Regions from separate parts of the Rattus norvegicus genome. Here region 2 is linked to region 1. Evidence: chromatin contacts called from public Hi-C data. All regions are on one chromosome and are shown on one strand. The core of a region is the stretch at or near the end of the contact, and the rest is flanking DNA. Distances in the headings are between cores, read along the strand shown.

Region 1 (4,386 bases), core at 996-3,495:
AGCTGGGGTCTTCTTGCTTATGCTCAGCATGTGCTGTCCCACAGTCCAGGAAGGCTCTCTGCTGCTGTCTGTTTGAATCTGGTTCATTCTGTCCCCTTCATTTCAGGTGTCACCTTCAGTTCTCCTTTCTGAATTGAGGAAGCCAGGCTGATCCAGGGGCCGCCCACTGTGTCCCACAGCACCCTTTATTGCACCATTGCTCGCCGTGCATACTGATTTGACTTGGCCTTACACTTGGTCTGTTAGTGCTCCTCAGTTGGTTTCAATACCCTTATGCCAGAAGAGAAACAATATTCCACTTTCCCCACATGTGAAGACAGCTGTTCTTCCTTCCCTGCAGAAGATATTTTTCGAGTTGTGGCTTGGATGCCAGAAATCAAAGACAGTAATGACCTTCTATGTTGTTTTTATTTTCCCACACATATGTATATATGTACACACACACACACACACACACACACACACACACATATATGTATACACACACACACACTCATGATAAGAAGAGAGTGCTATAGTCTATGATAAAAACATTAGTGTATTTAAATTTAAATATTAGAGGAAGAAGGAAAACTTGAGTAATTTAACTACTCTACTAAAACGTTATATTTCAATGTCATATAACATGGATTCTATGTTTCTGAAAAATAGTTTGCTTTTGGAGTAAAAGAAATCCGACTAAGAAAGAAGGCAGTTTTCATTTTGTATTTTATTTATCCATATGCATGTATGTATGTTCGCACATGTGGGGATGCACATATGTGTAGGTATGTGTGCACGCATGTGCCTATAGAGTCCAGAGGTTGGCATCAAGTCTTTGTCTGTTGCTCTTCAGTTTATTTCCTGAGATAAGGTTTCTCTCTGAGTCCCAGCTCACTGACTTGATTAGTCTTGGCAGCCAGCTTGCTCCATGCCCTGTCCCTGAGTGCTGGGATCACAGGTGGACTGATACACCTGCCCAGCTTTCATGACTGTGCTAGAGACCCAGACTCCATCATCACACTCACTTTGTCTGCTGACCCATCCTCCCAGCACCTCCTTTGATTTTTAAAATTGTTCCTGAAGTTGGAAATTCTGTGCTGGAATAGTTGTATGTCAACTTGACACAAGTTAAAGTCAATGGAGAGGAGGAAACCTCGATTGGGAAAATGCCTCCTACAAGATTGGACTGCACACAAGTCTGTAAGGCATTTTCCATCCCTGGGCTGGTGGTCCTGGCTTTGATAAGAAAGCAGGCTAAGTAAGCCATGAGGAGCAAACCAGTAAGCAGCACTCCTCCATGGCCTCTGCATCAGCTCCTGCTTCCGGTTCCTGCCCTGCTTGTGTTCCTTTCCTGACTTCCTTTAATGATGAACAGTGTTGTTGAAGTATAAGCCCCCAAAACCCTGTCCTCCCCAAGTTGCTTTGGCCGTGGTGTTTCTTCACTTATTTTGAAATATGTCTCCAAGCTTGCAATTAGCCTGCTACTTTTAAGTCGACATGACAGGGAAAACCGAGGCCGTAGTTTATTTGAATGGCAACATTATCTTCATGTGATTGACAATTACATATGAATTGAAATGAAACTCAATAATCTTTTAGTGGCACCTTTTAGTGACAAGCATTTTGCTTGCTTTTTTTTTTTTTTTTTTTTTTTTTTTTTTTTGTTCTTTTTTTCGGAGCTGGGGACCGAACCCAGGGCCTTGCGCTTCCTAGGTAAGCGCTCTACCACTGAGCTAAATCCCCAACCCCGCATTTTGCTTGCTTTTAAGTTCATTGCTTTCTAGTATTGTTAAATTATATACATCTCTGGGTTTGTTTGTTTTTTTTCCTTCTGGGGGAGGTAGCAAACATTTTGAATAATTACTTGGCAAACTTGATATGCTGTGACGCATTCTTGCTCAGAACTTTGAGAATGAGAATGAGAGAGGACATCGTTCTTATCAAATCGGTGTTAGCAAGGAGGATGGGAGTAGATGCTCTTGTCTAAAATGAAGCCTTGAAGAGAACAGATGTTTGTGGGCAGGACTCTGTCTCCTCCCCCTTTGTGGGGGGGAGCTGCATACTTGTCCACACTTTGGTGCTCTTAAGAGTTAGTGTGGTGTTAGCAAGTCCCCTTGTTCCTCTGAAATTCTGTTAGTTTGCCCATCTGTAATTCAAGGCCCGGTTGAATGCCCTCTAATGTCTCTTACAGAGAAGACATCTCCCGTTGTTTGCCTTGTGCTACGCCACAGGTTTACGCCCTCCGAGTCCCTGCTTGACAGATAATGGTGTGTGAGGAAATGATGCACAGTGCAGCCCTGAGAAACCCAAGTGGATTCTGACCACACTGATGTGCTAATCCCCAAAGAAGAAGAAAATACAAAACGGGCCAGAGACTGAACATGAAAACGGTGACAGTGAGAAAAACATTGAAGCAGACAGCTGAAAGCTTCATTTCCTGGCCCGTCTGCCATGAGAAACGCCAAGCCTGCCAAATCCTTCAGGCCGTCAAGGCCCCAAAACTTTGGCTAGCTCTCATATTCAGCTTCCCACACCACATGCCCAAACCACACAGGAAAACTGTCTCTCTCCCTTCATACTTGTGCCTGTTGGCTGCACGTCTGTTTATGCCAAGCCCTTGCCTAACCCCCTTCCTTCCAGCTGTCACTGTGTCCCAGCTGCTGTTTTTGGGGGCTTCGGGGTGCAGCTGCAGTCTTCAGGGGAGGCACAGACTGGTGAGGATAGCAGCAGTGGTAGAGTGTACGGGACTCTGGAACTGTAGCTGTTTCTACCCAGTTTCTATCCGATCTGAACAGTGCTCTCACTCCTTGGCAAACGTTAGCGCTGATGGCTTTTATTTTTTCTCCTCTCCTCCCTCTTGAGAAGTTCCTCCCTTCTGCCCCCTGAACATTCTTTGGCATCATGGTCTGTGAATATCTTCCTGTGGAAGATTTGGTTTGTCTTGTTTTCTTTTGCCAGACTGTTCGTTCATCATCTTTTCTTCTTCCATGTAAAACAGATTTGTCTATCTCGAGACTTTAAGGCTGATAACCAGAGCTGCTGGCCTCTCCCAAGTTTAGAAATTTGACTCTGTCTCAGCCTTGACAGTCCATCCCAACCACATGGCCTCCCAAGGCCCTGCACTCTCTAGGCCATTTGTTGTCTGTCTAGCTGCAGCTGCTGTGGGAGCCTTTCACCTCTGGCCTGTGAAGTTCTTCTGTGAGGCTTGTCTGTACCCACCTCCTATTGGCTCTTAGTGATGGCACTTTCTCCTCCTTTTAGAGAATCCATGAAGAATCAGGAAAAGTATCGAAGAGTCTTGGCTGAATACACGGAAAAGCCATGTGTTATGAAAGTTTTAAGTTGTTCTGCTGTGCTTGGCCTGCATCTGCCAGCTCAGTGTGAAAGGCAAAACCAAACAAAAGCCCCACACAGTCATTGTCTCACATAGCAGAGCCTTGTCTTTTGTTGCTAAATAGAGAGCTCTTGCAGAGACAATGGCTTGTTCTTCTCTGCCACTCTTTCTGGAGCCTCCAAGAGCCGCTGTACCCTGTACCTGCCAACTTCAACCCACACTTGTTTCTAAGGGGAATTCCACTAAGTTTTCAGAATCTCATTCAGTGAAAAACAAACTCAGAGTATGTTTGTACTTAAGTTTCTCTGATGTCTCCCCATATCTGTGTGTTATGCATTTTACTTAAATAGTTAAAATATTGCTTGATGGATGCTGAGTTGAAACAGACTAGTGTAGTTGGTAAACATCTTCAGTTACAGGCTTCGTGCACTTGTATTCTGTAATGCCTTCATAATCGTCGGTAGTATTGGCCTACAAAACTGCTTTTCTTTCATGTCTGCCTGTCCAAGTGGCTTGGTTATATTGTGTCTTGCACCCAATTAAACTTTCTCTTGTTTATCTTTTCCCCCACCCACAGTTTTGCCCGGTGTATAATGGGTAGACTCATGGATAGGAGACTATTAAGAACTGGAAGGACTTTTAGATCTTAGCTATCAGAACTCCTTGTTTCATGGATGAGAAAAAGAAAGCAAAGAAACAGAATAGATGAATTACGATCACGTGCTTGCAAGAGCCTGAGCTTGCAAGCTTCGTGGCCATTTCCCCTGCTCCACCATCAGGTCTAATGTGTCAGGAATTTCCTAAAGCACTGATAATGCTTCCTCCAACTCATAGGAGACCAAAGCACACAGGCCTCGAAACCAGGCAGATTTGGGCTTGAGTATCGGGTTATGCCACCTGCTGGCAGGGTGACTTGGGCAAGTAAGACATGCTTAGGGAAACTTTGTTTCTTCCTCTGTATTCTAAGAGTATTAAAAGACACCGATACTTTTGGAGCGGCTGTAAATATGAAATGATATAACCTATATAATGTTACATATATTCTATTTAACAAATAATTATAAACACTT
Region 2 (4,516 bases), core at 1,490-3,989, 92 kb after region 1:
GCCAAGATAAGCTAATGCTTTACATACATTGTATCTGTTTTTGACAGTGACCCTCTAGAGTGCATCTTCACTTCATAGATAAGAAGGTGAGATTTAGTCAGAACTAAGGTCACAAACTAGTAAAGAGCAGAGCCAGAATGTAAACTCACACCCAGGTGCCTTAGCTCAAGTGTCCAAAGCCCATAATCCTTTGCAGTATAATTTTCTCTTCCCCATTCCAGATGAGGCTGGGCATCTCTAACCTGGGGACCTGAGTCCAGAATCATTTACTGGACTTATTAGAAGTATTAGCATAGTGGGAATACTCACTGTTTCTGGTAACTGTTCCATATATTGTTTCATTGATTCTAAATCATTATTACTAAGATTTGAGCTTGTTCTCCTGCCTTTCCACAGTATGAAAATTTCGTGACCATACCCGTAGCATCTCCTGCCATAAGCAGACTTGCTTGATAGATGTATGTTAAATGAGATGAACGCGGGAGAACCTAACACACTCGCAAGCCATTTAATTGTAAAGCATTCAGTATGATGGGATGGCCTCTGGACACAGTAGTGTAGGCTGTCTGGCCATGGACCAGATGTGGTATTTATGGTATCACTGCTTCCTGACTGGATCTCACATGAAATGTGTCCTTTGCAAAAGGAAAGAATTTAATGCAAGCAGTTGCCAAGTTCCTTTCCATCCTCTGCCTGCCTTCATAGCCTTCTGCACACAGCAAACATGGAATTACAGTATGGTTTCTCTGTTTATTGATCTGAAAACCTAGGAACTAGCACAGTTTGTAAAGAGATATAATAATCTCTAAAAATACTGTGGCAATTCCAAATTTACAGAGAGCTTCTTAAAGTCTATGTGTTTGTGAGCCCCTAAAGACCTTAATTACAAGCTAGCTGATATCACCCTTTGTTGGTGGACAGAGTTGACAGGCATATTTAGACATAACGTTATATTTGTGCTATTAGATAAATTGAAAACGCCCTTGTTAATAAGCTCTTATAAATAACTGAGAGGTAGTTATTTTCTTGTGCATTGTATCATATATATCTGAATCTTTTATGTTGACTTGTGGTTATCTCACTGGTCAAGCTAATGTGATTTATTGGCCACGAATAAAGACCTAAATCATTACTAGCCTAATTTTTGTGTTGGCCTGCCTATAGAATTCTTGGCAGTTAGAGTTTCTTATAAAACTTTCCCGGTGGTGCCTTGTTCCCTAGAGGGAACGTTGCACTTTCGGATAGTAAGTGATAGGAACCAAGAGATGAAATACATTTTGAGAGTTCTGGACAATTCTCAGTGCAGTTAAAACTGTATTAATTGATGTCTATAGCATACTTATCTTCATTATCAATTCCATTTTCAAGGTCACATGTGCTTTCAAAGTAATGCTATAGATCTCCAGGGCGCTGGGAGAAACTAGGCTTGGTCTCCAGTTCTAGGTTCAGCTGAGTTGCTTTGCCTTCTACTGAACAGTGCTCCTATTTCAGCTGCTCCGTCCCCTTGTCTCCTGACAGGTCTTACTGTGCATAGCTCCAGTGTGGGGCTCCCTGTAACTTTTTAGCTAGGCAATTCTTAAATCTGGGTACAGAGTCAGAGTTGTATCATAGATATTATCTTAATACCCCATCCAACTCTCAAGACTGCCATACCTAATTACTAGTGACTTAGAATTTCAAAAGGGGTTCACGACCAGATTCTGAGTGCCATCATGGGCCGGACCACCTTCCTTGTCTTATGCTAAGATTTTAGTTTTGACTAAGTGGAAGCAACTCATATTCTTTGTAGCATGTCAGTGCATTTTTTTTTCCTCTCCTAAACATTTTCAGTTGGATTTACAGGGCTGAGCACAAAGGGACACCTTGCCTGGAGCCAGCTGAGGAGTAACAAAGGGTATTCAACTCTATGACAATCTTGTAAAGGTTTTCTCATTCACTAACATACATTGTGTTAGTTTAGGCTTTTTGGTTGAAAATAAAAAACTCGCCTTGGCTGACTTAGTGGGGAAAGAATAATACTGGATGGATCTAGAGCAGTTACTACTACTACTAGGATGAATCTAATCCAGATGTTTTCTACCCAAGTTATTTAGATTCTCAAAAATGTGTTTGAGTGGCTGGCTTGGATTATAAACCTACCTCTTAGACAGGAAAAGGCCTCATAACCTTCCAAGGTATTCTTACCAGCACCGGCCACAATGAGTATAGATACCAAAGCCCAGACTAGAATCTCACTCGAAGGAAGTTTGATGCTCACTATGGAGTTTTGCAGTGAGGAGCAAAGTAAGTCTTTTGGCAAATGAAGTTGACAGTGGTTATACAGAGGCTCTGCCTCCTTAGCAGTTGCCTAAAGCCTCATCAGCATAGGGATTCTTGGTTGTGATTTAGGGTCCTTTTGTCTGCATTATAATTTGACAATGTAGATCAACAATGAACAAGATATATCATTGGCCACTAGTTATCTGGAATAGAATGAATGCTGTAAATTCTCAGAATATGATTTAGCAACCATCATTACCATATATAGAAGGCCAGAATGAAGACCAGTCATTAGAGGTAAATGGTCAGAAGTCCAATCCAGGTGGTTTCCCACTTTGGAGTTGTGTAGAATGATAGACTGTGAGGGCTTTGACTAAGTGACTAACTTCAAAAGAATCAAGCGAGAATCTTTCTGCTTCTATGGGCCAGAAGATTTGCAACCAGAAGCCTGGTTGTGGATGGCAGATTCTAATAATAGAGCAGGTTTAAAGAGGTGACGCACTGATTTGGAATGCCTTCTCATCTGTGTTTGCTTAGGACTGAATGGCCTCTCTCGTGCTTCCTTTTCCAAGCAGAGGACTTATTTTCTCTTTACCTCTGCTCCTGATTTTTCTCTTCCTTAACCACTCTGCTTTCCTTCCCCTGACTTGTGTTTTCTCTCTACTCCTTCATTTCTCTATATTTATCTCATATGACTTTTTTCCCTCCTTCATTTGTTGCTTTTTTGGTAACTTCAGATCCTTTTTCCAAAGTTCCCTTTCTTTTTCCTTCTCCGAGCCACCAGTCCACCACCACCACCCCCTTGCCAAGCTCCTTATGTCTTTACTGCAAATCCCCAGTGTGTTTACTGACCTGTGTGCCAAAAGGAAAATTCCCAGGCCACCTCCATGCCAATGCAGTGAAAATCAGCAGCTGCCATTGCTCAACAAGGTCCTGTAAATCAATGGGTAAGAGCCCTTGCAGTGAGCGTTGGCATGTGTATGTTTATGTGAATGTGTGAGATACACGACAGTGTTTACTGCTTTGGGGAAGAACCTGGATCTTTTCAGATAAGAAAATTAGACAGACATTTTTGCCTAAATCTTTTGCGGTTGTCGTTGTTGTTGTTGTTGTTGCTGCTGCTGCTGCTGCTGCTGCTATGTTAGTGAATGAAATCCTAAGAAGTTGTATAAGAGAAATGAATGACATTAAAGAGAGAAATAGATACACAAGACCAATAAACAATGAAGTCTACCTCTTACTGACACATCATTGACAGCACACTCACAGTAAACATTATAGATGCACTGACGGGGCAGAAAGCAAAAGCAGTAAAGAAAGGTCTGGAGGTAAACCCAGCAGTGTGCTTGTTTAAATGAGAGGAGACAATGTGAAGAGGTGAGGAAATGGAGGCAGAGACATAACGAAGACAAACACGTCAGAAAGCCCATAGGCCCCGTATCATTTCTCCCTGCATCAGGGTAGCATTTCAGGCAAGAGAAGAAATGGAGGAAAAAACACTTGCCCTGCTCCGATACACTGTCTGCAGCACGTTAAGGACCCACATTCTGATGGTACCAGAATCGTATCTTCAAAAAACAAAATCGTAAAACAGAAATCAAGACCTCAATAAAACATTTGGGAGAATTTGAATAAAGGCAGCAGGGAACCAGAAAATAATTCAAATCTTCTACTGGAAAAGTGATTTTAAGTTGTGCCTGCAGTGTAACAGCTGTCAGAGAGAGAGAGAGAGAGAGAGAGAGAGAGAGAGAGAGAGAGAGAGAGAGAGGGGAAGAAGAAGAAGAAGAAGAAGAAGAAGAAGAAGAAGAAGAAGAAGAAGAAGAAGAAGAAGAAGAAGAAGAAGAAGAAGAAGAGAAGCAAGATGGTGCTGTATTTCCTGAGTTGTGAGACCAGCCTGCCCCGACAGAAGAAAAGGACCCCCACACACCGACTGACTGCCAAGCACTGTGCTAGGGGCTGTGTGTATACTTCTAATTTCAGCCTCACAGTTAAAAGTGAAGCCAGGGACTGAGAATGCTATCCACTGAGAGAAAAAAGCAGAGGGGATTTTCTGAGCCAGTTCCAGAATCATAAGGCTCAGGGGGAATTACTTTGATTTTGTCAAGTCAGAGCACACAGCCAACGGCAGCAGACATGGGATATTGTCAGAGGTAAATCACCCAGCTGGGTCTGTTCTGTCTTATTGCAAGGTCAGAGGAGCATGGCAAACCAGCCAAATGTTTTCAACCATGGAAATCCCCTAACTTTCCAACTGCTG

The links. A called contact is a pair of places that touch in the nucleus more often than the background predicts.
Region 2: a contact with region 1 is called in a Hi-C map of Schwann cells, with 3 times the contacts expected there. The contact joins two enhancer-like sites. A contact is called at or near these places in 3 of 12 Hi-C or Micro-C datasets (the Rat2 cell line, Schwann cells and frontal cortex).

The regions. Positions count from the first base shown.
Region 1 is chr6:104,058,981-104,063,366 of GRCr8, forward strand. The region is part of intron 7 of Rad51b (RAD51 paralog B); the gene reads left to right. Among named protein-coding and RNA genes, the nearest start is that of Rad51b, 230 kb to the left of the region's middle. Within about 2 kb of position 2,246, at least 59 of the 93 cell types and tissues checked have an H3K27ac peak or open chromatin away from gene starts, as enhancers often do.
Region 2 is chr6:104,150,677-104,155,192 of GRCr8, forward strand. The region is part of intron 7 of Rad51b (RAD51 paralog B); the gene reads left to right. Among named protein-coding and RNA genes, the nearest start is that of Atp5pdl1, 280 kb to the right of the region's middle. Within about 2 kb of position 2,740, at least 19 of the 93 cell types and tissues checked have an H3K27ac peak or open chromatin away from gene starts, as enhancers often do.